Regions from separate parts of the Ovis aries genome. Here region 2 is linked to region 1. Evidence: chromatin contacts called from public Hi-C data. All regions are on one chromosome and are shown on one strand. Each heading gives the region's core, a stretch centred on a gene start, on an enhancer-like site or on the middle of the called end of the contact. The rest is flanking DNA. Distances are from core to core; before and after follow the strand shown. Region 1 holds the start of DDX27 (DEAD-box helicase 27). Region 2 overlaps ZNFX1 (zinc finger NFX1-type containing 1).

The links. A called contact is a pair of places that touch in the nucleus more often than the background predicts.
Region 2: a contact with region 1 is called in a Hi-C map of liver, with 1.7 times the contacts expected there. The contact joins the enhancer-like site here to the promoter of DDX27 in region 1. A contact is called at or near these places in 2 of 16 Hi-C or Micro-C datasets (blood and liver).

What each region holds. Positions count from the first base shown.
Region 1 is chr13:77,322,398-77,326,959 of ARS-UI_Ramb_v3.0, reverse strand. DDX27 (DEAD-box helicase 27) reads right to left here and starts at 1,416. Exons shown (of 21, transcript XM_027977308.2): 1 at 1,283-1,416; 2 at 1-28. The coding sequence starts at 1,375.
Region 2 is chr13:77,366,805-77,371,476 of ARS-UI_Ramb_v3.0, reverse strand. It overlaps ZNFX1 (zinc finger NFX1-type containing 1), which reads left to right. Exons shown (of 14, transcript XM_027977309.2): 2 at 165-320; 3 at 4,142-4,672. The coding sequence starts at 260. Among named protein-coding and RNA genes, the nearest start is that of ZNFX1, 4.3 kb to the left of the region's middle. Within about 2 kb of position 3,111, at least 9 of the 54 cell types and tissues checked have an H3K27ac peak or open chromatin away from gene starts, as enhancers often do. A contact at or near this core is called in liver, where this site is marked.

The sequences.
Region 1 (4,562 bases), core at 167-2,666:
TCTGCTTTCTGCCCAACACAATGGGCCCCTGGGAAGAGGGAGAAGAAGGATGACTATGGGACTAAGATGAAAGAACACCAGAAAGAGAAGAAGGAAATGAGGGACTTCCTTGGTGGTCCAGTGGCTAAGACTCCACCCTCCCCATGCAAGGGACCCGGGTTCAATTCCTGGTCAGGGAACTAGATCCCAGATGCAGCAACTAAAAGATCCCTGTGCTATACAGAAGGACCTTGTTGCTTCTCCATCTTATATATATAATAGTTTGCATCTGCTAATCCCAAATTCCTAATCCGTCCTTCCCTGCCACAAGTCTGCTCTCTATATTTGTGTCATATTTTAGATTCCACATGTAAATGATAACTTTTCTCTGACAGTTTTCCATTCTCAAAGTGAAAAGATCATTCTGGCTGCTAAGTGGAAAATATACTGTGGGGGAAGAGGGAGGCAAGAGAAACAGCTAGAGACCAGGTATATTAAGATTGTAGGTAACCAGGTACAAGATGGTAGTGGGCTGGACTAGAGTGGAAGCAGTGTGGACTGAGCCCGGAAGACACTGAAGAGAGATTTCCAAGGTAGCCTACAGAGCATTGGAGGGGAGAGAGGAGAAAGAAGTTGCATGACTGCAGGGTTTCTGGTGTGAGATGGAGCAGGTTGGCAGGGTGAGGGAGACCCAAGAGTTCAGCTTTGAAAAAACTGAACCCTTAGAGGCCAAGGGACCCCCAAACGGAGGTGTCAGTAGGCAGATGAAGCCGCAGAGGGGGAAATACTTGAGCTGGATCTTTAAAGGGTGAGCACCTTTCCAGGACACCTATGCCTTTTTAATCGCCATCCTGACTAAGTCTCTTAACTCCCCATCCATAAGCTTCAGGAGAGCGGTTTCCTTGTCTACCCTGTTCACCGCTATGCCCTGGATGCTCAACACTAGGTGTAACGCACGTAAATCAGTTCAGTCAGTACTGACTTAATGAATGCATGGTAACACGGCTCCTTGAATTAGAACCAGGACTGACTCCGTCTCTGGATCTCTATGACACAGGCCTGGATTAAACTTCAGTTCAGTGAATGGGTACGAAGCTCATCAAGGCGACACGGAACGGCATGGGCACAGATGAGGAAAGGCTAGTGGCAACCACCGGGGGTCCAGGTGAGGCCCAGGGACACTTGGCAGCCGGGCAGAGGATGCCGAGGACCTGGGGACAGGAACCTGAGGCACGGCGGAGAAGGGAAGCAGTCAAGGACAGCAACTGCCTGCCGCCGCGCTGCCACCCTGATCGGCCCGTACCTCCTCCTCCTCGTCCTCAGAGTCCGTCTCCGGCTCCACCTGCACGTCCTCATCTTCACCTATGGTCCCGATGAAGCCCAGTTCCGAGAGCATGGTGCCTCGGCAACCACTTCCGGAAAGCAGCGCGGCGCGCCGGCCGATTCACACACTTCCGCCCCCCTCGGGTCGTCAATGCAAACGTGCTGACGTCACTTCCCCTCGGCGCCCTCCTCTGCCGGTGCCCGCCCAAACTCTGGGAGCGCGCATGCGTTCTTTGCTTGACGAAACGGAGACTCGTAAATTCTGTTTTGTTGGTGCTTGGGAAACGGTGGGGTGGTTAGAGGAGTGTGTGAGGAGGAAGTCTACAGAGATGCGTGGATAACCCCATATATTTCTGTACAAAGAATTGTGAAAGAAAAGTACAGTAAAACAGCTACTAGTGATTGTCTCTGGGTAGTAGAATTTATAGGTGATCTTTATTTTCGTCTTAGATTTTTTTTTTCCCCCAATAAGCATTTATTTTCATCAGTTCGGTCGCTCAGTCGTGTCCGACTCTTTGCAACCCCGTGGACTGCTGCACGCCAATCCTCTCTGTCCCTCACCAACTCCAGGAGCTTACTCAAACATGTCTTTTTATTTTCATAAAAAAGAAAAAATTAAGAATAGATCAAATTGCCAACATCCGCTGGATCATGGAAAAAGCAAGAGAGTTCCAGAAAAAATTCTATTTCTGCTTTATTGACTATGCCAAAGCCTTTGACCGTGTGGATCACAATAAACTGTGGAAAATTCTTCAAGAGATGGGAATACAGACCACCTGACCTGCCTCTTGAGAAATCTGTATGCAGGTCAGGAAGCAGCAGTTAGAACTGGACATGGAACAACAGACTGGTTCCAAATAGGAAAAGGAGTATGTCAGGGCTGTATATTGTTACCCTGCTTATTTAACTTCTATGCAGAGTACATCATGAGAAACGCTGGGCTGGAAGAAGCACAAGCTGAAATGAAGATTGCCGGGAGAAATATCAATAACCTCGGATATGCAGATTACACCACCTTATGGCAGAAAGTGAAGAGGAACTAAAAAGCCTCTTGATGAAAGTGAAAGTGGAGAGTGAAAAAGTTGGCTTAATGCTCAACATTCAGAAAACGAAGATCATGGCATCCGGTCCCATCACTCCATGGGAAATAGATGGGGAAACAGTGGCAGACTTTATTTTGTCGGGCTCCCAAATCACTGCAGATGGTGACTGCAGCCATGAAATTAAAAGCTGCTTACTCCTTGGAAGAAAAGTTATGACCAACCTAGATAGTATATTCAAAAGCAGAGACATTACTTTGCCGACTAAGGTCTGTCTAGTCAAGGCTATGGTTTTTCCTGTGGTCATGTATGGATGTGAGAGTTGGACTGTGAAGAAGGCTGAGCACCGAAGAATTGATGCTTTTGAACTGTGGTGTTGGAGAAGACTCTTGAGAGTCCCCTGGACTGCAAGGAGATCCAACCAATCCATTCTGAAGGAGATCAGCCCTGGGATTTCTTTGGAAGGAATGATGCTAAAGCTGAAACTCCAGTACTTTGGCCACCTCATGCGAAGAGTTGACTCATTGGAAAAGACTCTGATGCTAGGAGGGATTGGGGGCAGAGGAGAAGGGTACGACAGAGGATGAGATGGCTGGATGACATCACAGACTCGATGGCCGTGAGTCTGAGTGAACTCCGGGAGTTGGTGATGGACAGGGAGGCCTGGTGTGCTCTGATTCATGGGGTCGCAAAGAGTCAGACACGACTGAGCAACTGATCTGAACTGAACACCTATAACATTTACTCTGTACCAAGTACCAATCTAAGCACTTTTACAGGTATCAACTAATCCTCACCACAGTCCTCGCAGAAGGTACAATTACTGTCGCTTTGCCATTTTACAGATGAAGAAACTGAAGGCTCAGAGAGGTTCTCCTCAAGGTCACAGAGCCAGTGAACTAGAGAGCCAGAACTAGAGGCAGGGCTCGAGGGTACTTAGGAAAGAAGATCTCACAATTTACCAAGAAGTTTTCATCTTCTCTGCTTGCGGGTATCTTACTGAATCTTAACTTTACTTAAATACACCTCCTGCATGAAGTCTTCCTGAACTACCCATCCTCCTTCATAGCTATTTGCTATTTCCATATTAACACTTTCTACTTGCAGCAGAGTAGTAGTTACGGTGTAGAAGTAGGTTCAGTTGTCTTTTTTTTTTTTTTTTTTACTTTTTTTTTTGGCCACATCTTGTAGCTTGTCAGATCGTAGTTCCTCAACCCAGGATTGAACCCCAGGCCTTCCACTGTGAAAGCATAGGAGTGAACCCACTGGACCACTAGGGAAGTTGTAAGTCCTAAGATTTCCTTCTTTTTAATGGCTGAATAACATTTCATCATGTGTATATACCATGTTTTCTTTCTTCACTCATCCACTGATGGACACTTAGGCTGCTTTCATGTCTTGGCTGTTGTTAATAATGTTGCTATGAATATGGAGGTGCAGATATGGTTTTGAGTTAGTGTTTTCATTTCCTTTGGGTAAATAACTAGAAGTGGAATTGCTGGGTCATACAATTCAGTTCGGTTCAGTCGCTCAGTCATGTCCGACTCTTCAACCCCATGAACTGCAGCAGTTCTGTTTTTAATATTTTGAAGAAACTTCATACTGTCTTCCATAGCAGTTGTACTAATTACATTACCACCAACAGTGAACAAGGATTCCTTATTTTCTCCACAGCTTCACCAACAGTTGTTATTTCTTGCCTTTTTGATGATAGCTATTCTAACAGGTGTGAGGTGATACCACCTTTTGGTTTTGATTTGCATTTTCTTGATGATTAATGATGTTGAACACCTTTTCATATATGTAACCATTGGCCATCTGTATGTCTTCAATGGAAAAAATGTCTATTCAGATCCTCTAACCATTTTAAAATCAGATTTTTGAGGGGTTTGCTATTGAGTTGTGTGAATTCCCTATATACTTTGGATATTAATTAGACTCTTACTGATATATGATTTGCAAATATTTTCTCCCATTTGGTATGTTGCTTTTTCATTTTGTTGATGGTTTTCTTTGCTGTGCAAAAACTTAAAAAAAAAAAACAACTATTTACTTTTGGCTATACTGGGTCTTCATTGCTGCAAGAACGTTTCTCTAGTTTCGGAGAGCAGAGGCTTCTCTTTGTGGTGGTACATGGACTTCTCATCTTCCAGTGAGCTCTCTTATTATGGAGCATGGCCTCTAGGCATGTGGGCTTCAGTAGTTGCAGCCCTCAGCTCC
Region 2 (4,672 bases), core at 1,862-4,361, 43 kb before region 1:
GTGAATTTCCCATTTTGTATCATAATTGGGCATTCACAGAGTTGAACACTTGTACACATGATTAAAATCTGTGTTTCAGTCTTAGTTAACAAAGCATTAAGATATAGAGGTAGAAGGATTAGCCTGATATTATTTGGGTGTTTGGTTTTTTCTTTTTCTGCTAGATGCTGTGTTTCAAAGGCACTGAAAACTGTCAAACCGTGCAGACTTTCAGACAACTGAAATAACGTGACCGTGGAGGAGATCAGGTGACTCAGACATGGAGGACCGAAGACCTTGTCCAGAGGTGGGACCCAGGAATCCTCGTATTAACCACAGAGGTGAGCAAGATTTTCTACTCTCAGATGATCCCAGATTGATGTTGGTTCCACTTATGATTTTTGACTTTACAAGATAGTCCAAAAGCCATATGCATTGAGTAGAAGCTGTGCTTCACACTTGAATTTTGAACTTTTCCTGGGCTAGCAATATGTGTGTGGTAAGATGCTCTCTCGTGATGCTGGGCAGCAGCAGTGAGCTTCTGCTCCCAGTCAGCCTTGCTGTCCGAAGAGCAAGCAATTAATACACTCAAAACCACTTGTATCCAGACAACCATTTTATTCTTTCAGTACATTATTCAGTAAATTACATGAAATATTCAACACTTTGTTATAAAATAGGCATTGTGTTAGATGAGTTTGCCCAGCTGTAGGCTATTGTTAATGTTCTGAGCACATTAAAGGTAGGCTTGGCTAAGCTATGATGTTTGATAGATTAGGTGTATTTAGTGCCTTTTTAACAATGTTTTGAACTTATAGTGGGCTTATCAGAAAATAACCTAACATAAGTTGAAGAAAATCTATAATGGGAAGGAAATCAAGTTCCTTATGGATGAGCAGGCCCACCAAAATTGACTGCATCTCTCAAGTAAAGAATGGTTTATTCTTGAGAATTCCCTGGAGGTCCAGTGGTTAAGACTCGGTGAAGTGAAGTGAAGTCGCTCAGTCGTGTCCGACTCTTTGCAAACCCATGGACTGTAGCCCACCAGGCTCCTCCATCCATGGGATTCTCCAGGCAAGAATACTAGAGTGGGTTGCCATTTCCTTCTCCAGGACTTGGTACTTTCCTGCAATGGCCAGGGTTAGTCCCTGGTTGTGGAACTAAGATCTTGCAGGCCGAGCAGCAAAGTCAAAAAAACACTGAGAATGATTTATTCCTTAGTTACAGCATGAGTGACTTTGAGACGAGACAGCCCTCCCCTTTCCTTAAGAGAGCTTCTAAAATGGTACAGTTCACTTTAGCAAAAGTAGAGATGAGGTATTAGAAATGGCAATAACTGGTTTAGAGCAGCATTATCCAGTAGAAACATAATGCAAGCCAAAAACATAATTTTTGATGTTCTAGTAGCATCATTAAAAACAAAAAACAGGTGACATGAAATTTTAAAACTTAATACTAAATAATCATTTAATAAAATTTGATATTTATCTTATTTAAGCTGGTATATCCAAATAATATCATTTGATTATAATTGAATATATTTTATTATTATAGTTCTTTTCTTGGAGTTTTTTCCTTCTAGTTTTATGGAAATATAATTGACATATAGCACTGTGTAAGTTTAAGGTATATAGCATAATAATTTGACTTAAATATATATCATGAAATGATTATCAGAATAAGTTTAGTGAACATCCATCATCTCATATAGAGACAAAACCAAAGAAACAGAAAAAAGTTTTTTCCTTGTGATAAAGGAAAAAATTAGGATTTTTAGGGTAAATCTTAGGATTTACTCTCTTAAAAACTTTAATATATAATATATAGCAGTGTTAACTACATTTATTGTGTTGTACATTATTTCTCTACTATTTATTAATCTTATAACTGGGGGTTTGTACCTCTTAATCTGCCTCACCTACTTCTCTTCTTCCCCTACTTCCCTCCCCGCTGGTAATCACCTGTTTATTCTCTGTATCTATAATTTTGTTTCTTTTTGTGTGTGTTTGTTCATTTCTTTTGTTTTTTTAAAGTTCCACATATAAGTAAAGTCATAGAGTATTTGTCTTTCTCTGCCTTATTTCATTTACCGTAATACCCTCTAGGTCCACCCTTGTTGTTAAAAACTGTAAGATTTAGTTCTTTTTATAGCTGAGTTATAGTCCATTGTGTGTGTGTGTGTGTGTACACCCCACATCTTCTTTCTTAATTTACTCAGGCTGCTTCCATATCTTGGCTATTGTAAATAATGCTGTGAAGAATATAAGTGTGCACCTGCCTTTTCTAATTAGTGTTCATAGTACTTCAGCAATTTCAATTTTGTGTTTATTCCCTGGAAGTATTCAGTATTATCATTTTCAGATGTTACCAATATAAAAAATTTTAATGAGGTTTTTAACTTTTTTTCTGTTAAGGCTTCAAAATTCCATGTGTCAGTTTACACATCTTAATTCAGACTAGTCACATTTAAGATGCTTAATAGCTACACATAGCTAGTAGCTATGTGTTTGATGGTATGTGTATAGAGTCCTAGTCACCAAAGCAAAGTTAGTTCCAAAAACATCACTCAATTGCAATGATTATTCTGTTTGCTCAGAACTAAAACAAAACTGAATGGAGCCTTGCCTTTTCCTAAGTTTGCAATATATCCTCCAAATTTTAGTTGTGGAACAGATGAGGAAGAACTGTAGAATATTATTTTATGAGCTATGTGAATGTTGAAAGGTTGAGAAATAATACAATTTTCCATTCTTCCAAAACATTGTCTTCTAATCAGACCAGCATTAAAAGTAGGGCTTTTTACCAGTATTAAAAGTAGGACTAAATTTAATGATATCTTGGGAGTCTGAAAAGTAAATGTAAAAGCAACAGTTACAAGGAAATATGTACATTAGTAGATTTTTTTTGGATCTGACGACATGAAATGGCACAGTCGTCTTGAATATGATATTCATTTGAAACTTTCATAACATTTGTTATCATCAAATCATTGCATACAGTCTTATTTTGTTTATTTGTTTTTAAACTCTCCAAGTCATTCTGCTAAATTGGGTCAGCTCCAGACTCAGTTTTAGAGGAAAGGAAAGTGAAAGAAAATGGGCTTGGGTAGATTGGCCAAGGTCACTTATGAAATGTGTGGCAGATCAAGAAAGACACGTTCAGCCTCATCCACAGGATGGCGTTAGCTTTCCTGTGTCTGCTGGGCACCTCTGCTCTTCTGCAGACCTCCTTGTCTGAGGATTGGGAATAGAGAAGTACTATGTAGACGAACTCGTGCTGCAGAAAGGAGGAAGAGTTAAGTTTCATTTTTCAGTTTCCTGAATCAAAGTTTGAGTTTCATTTTTCAGACCTGAAACAGAATTTGAGTTTCGTTTTTCGGTTTCCTTCACAATCTATTATTTGGCTCAAAAACATCTTGGGAAAGGAAGTCCTACCTTCCCCTTTGCCATCTGATACTGAGCAAAGTTCAAATATATATTTCCCTGTATACTTTTACCCCGCTTGATGCCACTGTTGCCTGTGACCTAATTGTTTAGAGACAGAAACTATGGCCCTAGAAATCAATAGAGTTTTCCCAATAAAAAATGATTAGTATTTCTGCTAGTAATAACTAACATTTAATGAGAGCTCTTTATATGTCAGATAGTATACTAAGCATCTTATAAACATTTAATGTTTACAGCAACCCAGATAGTGAGGCTTAGAGAAATTATACAACTTAGCCAAGGTTGTACAGTAGGGAAGTCCCTAGACCAAGATTTGAATCAGGTCTGTTTGACTATGAAACTCATGCTTTCACTATTATTTGGTATTGGCAAGAGGCTGAGAAAATAAGATGATCTCTTTGAGCCCCTGAAATAATCCCAGCTTATGAAGATTAAATGAGTAATTATTTCTGTCATGTATGAGGTACTCAACAAATGTTTATTCCCTTTTTCCTTTTTGTACCCTCTGAAAAAACAGTATTTTCATAATGTGTACAGCAACCATAGTAATCTATTTTATATTTATTACATGACTTGGTAGGAAACCTTTTTTCTCTCCAAATAAAACCTAAGCTTCTCAGTTGTTTTGGAAAATAAAAGTATGTTCATATTGTTGTACTATTGGATTTTCTTGCATCTTGATTTTTATGTTTGCCCCAAATTCCCATTGTGTTTAGGACCTATGGATGGAGAATTACCACCAAGAGCTAGAAATCAGGCCAATAACCCACCAGCCAATAATCTCAGAGGAGGAGCCAGCCAGCCCGGAAGGCATCCCAGGGCCAACAACCATCCTTTTCCTCATCGGCAAAGAGAAGAGAGGTTTGGGGCCATGGGCAGGAACCCACATCAGGGAAGGAGGAATCAGGAAGGGCATACCAATGACGAGCCTAGAGGCCAAAGACATGGTCAGGAAAATGATAACAGGAGGAGAAATGGCAACCAGGAGGGAAGGAACCGCAGACCCCCACCACGATCTGATGAAAACTTCCAGCAGTGGCGGACCCCCCAGCAAAAACCTGCAGAACAGCCACAGCAGGTGAAGAAACTGGGCTACAAGTTCCTGGAAAGTCTTCTGCAAAAAGACTCCTCTGAGGTGGTCATCACCCTTGCCACATGTTCGGGACTGAAGGAACTCTTGTCTCATTCTTTTATGAAGTCCAGCTTGCTTGAGCTCGTCTGCCAGGTTGTTCGGAAGGCTTGCAGTT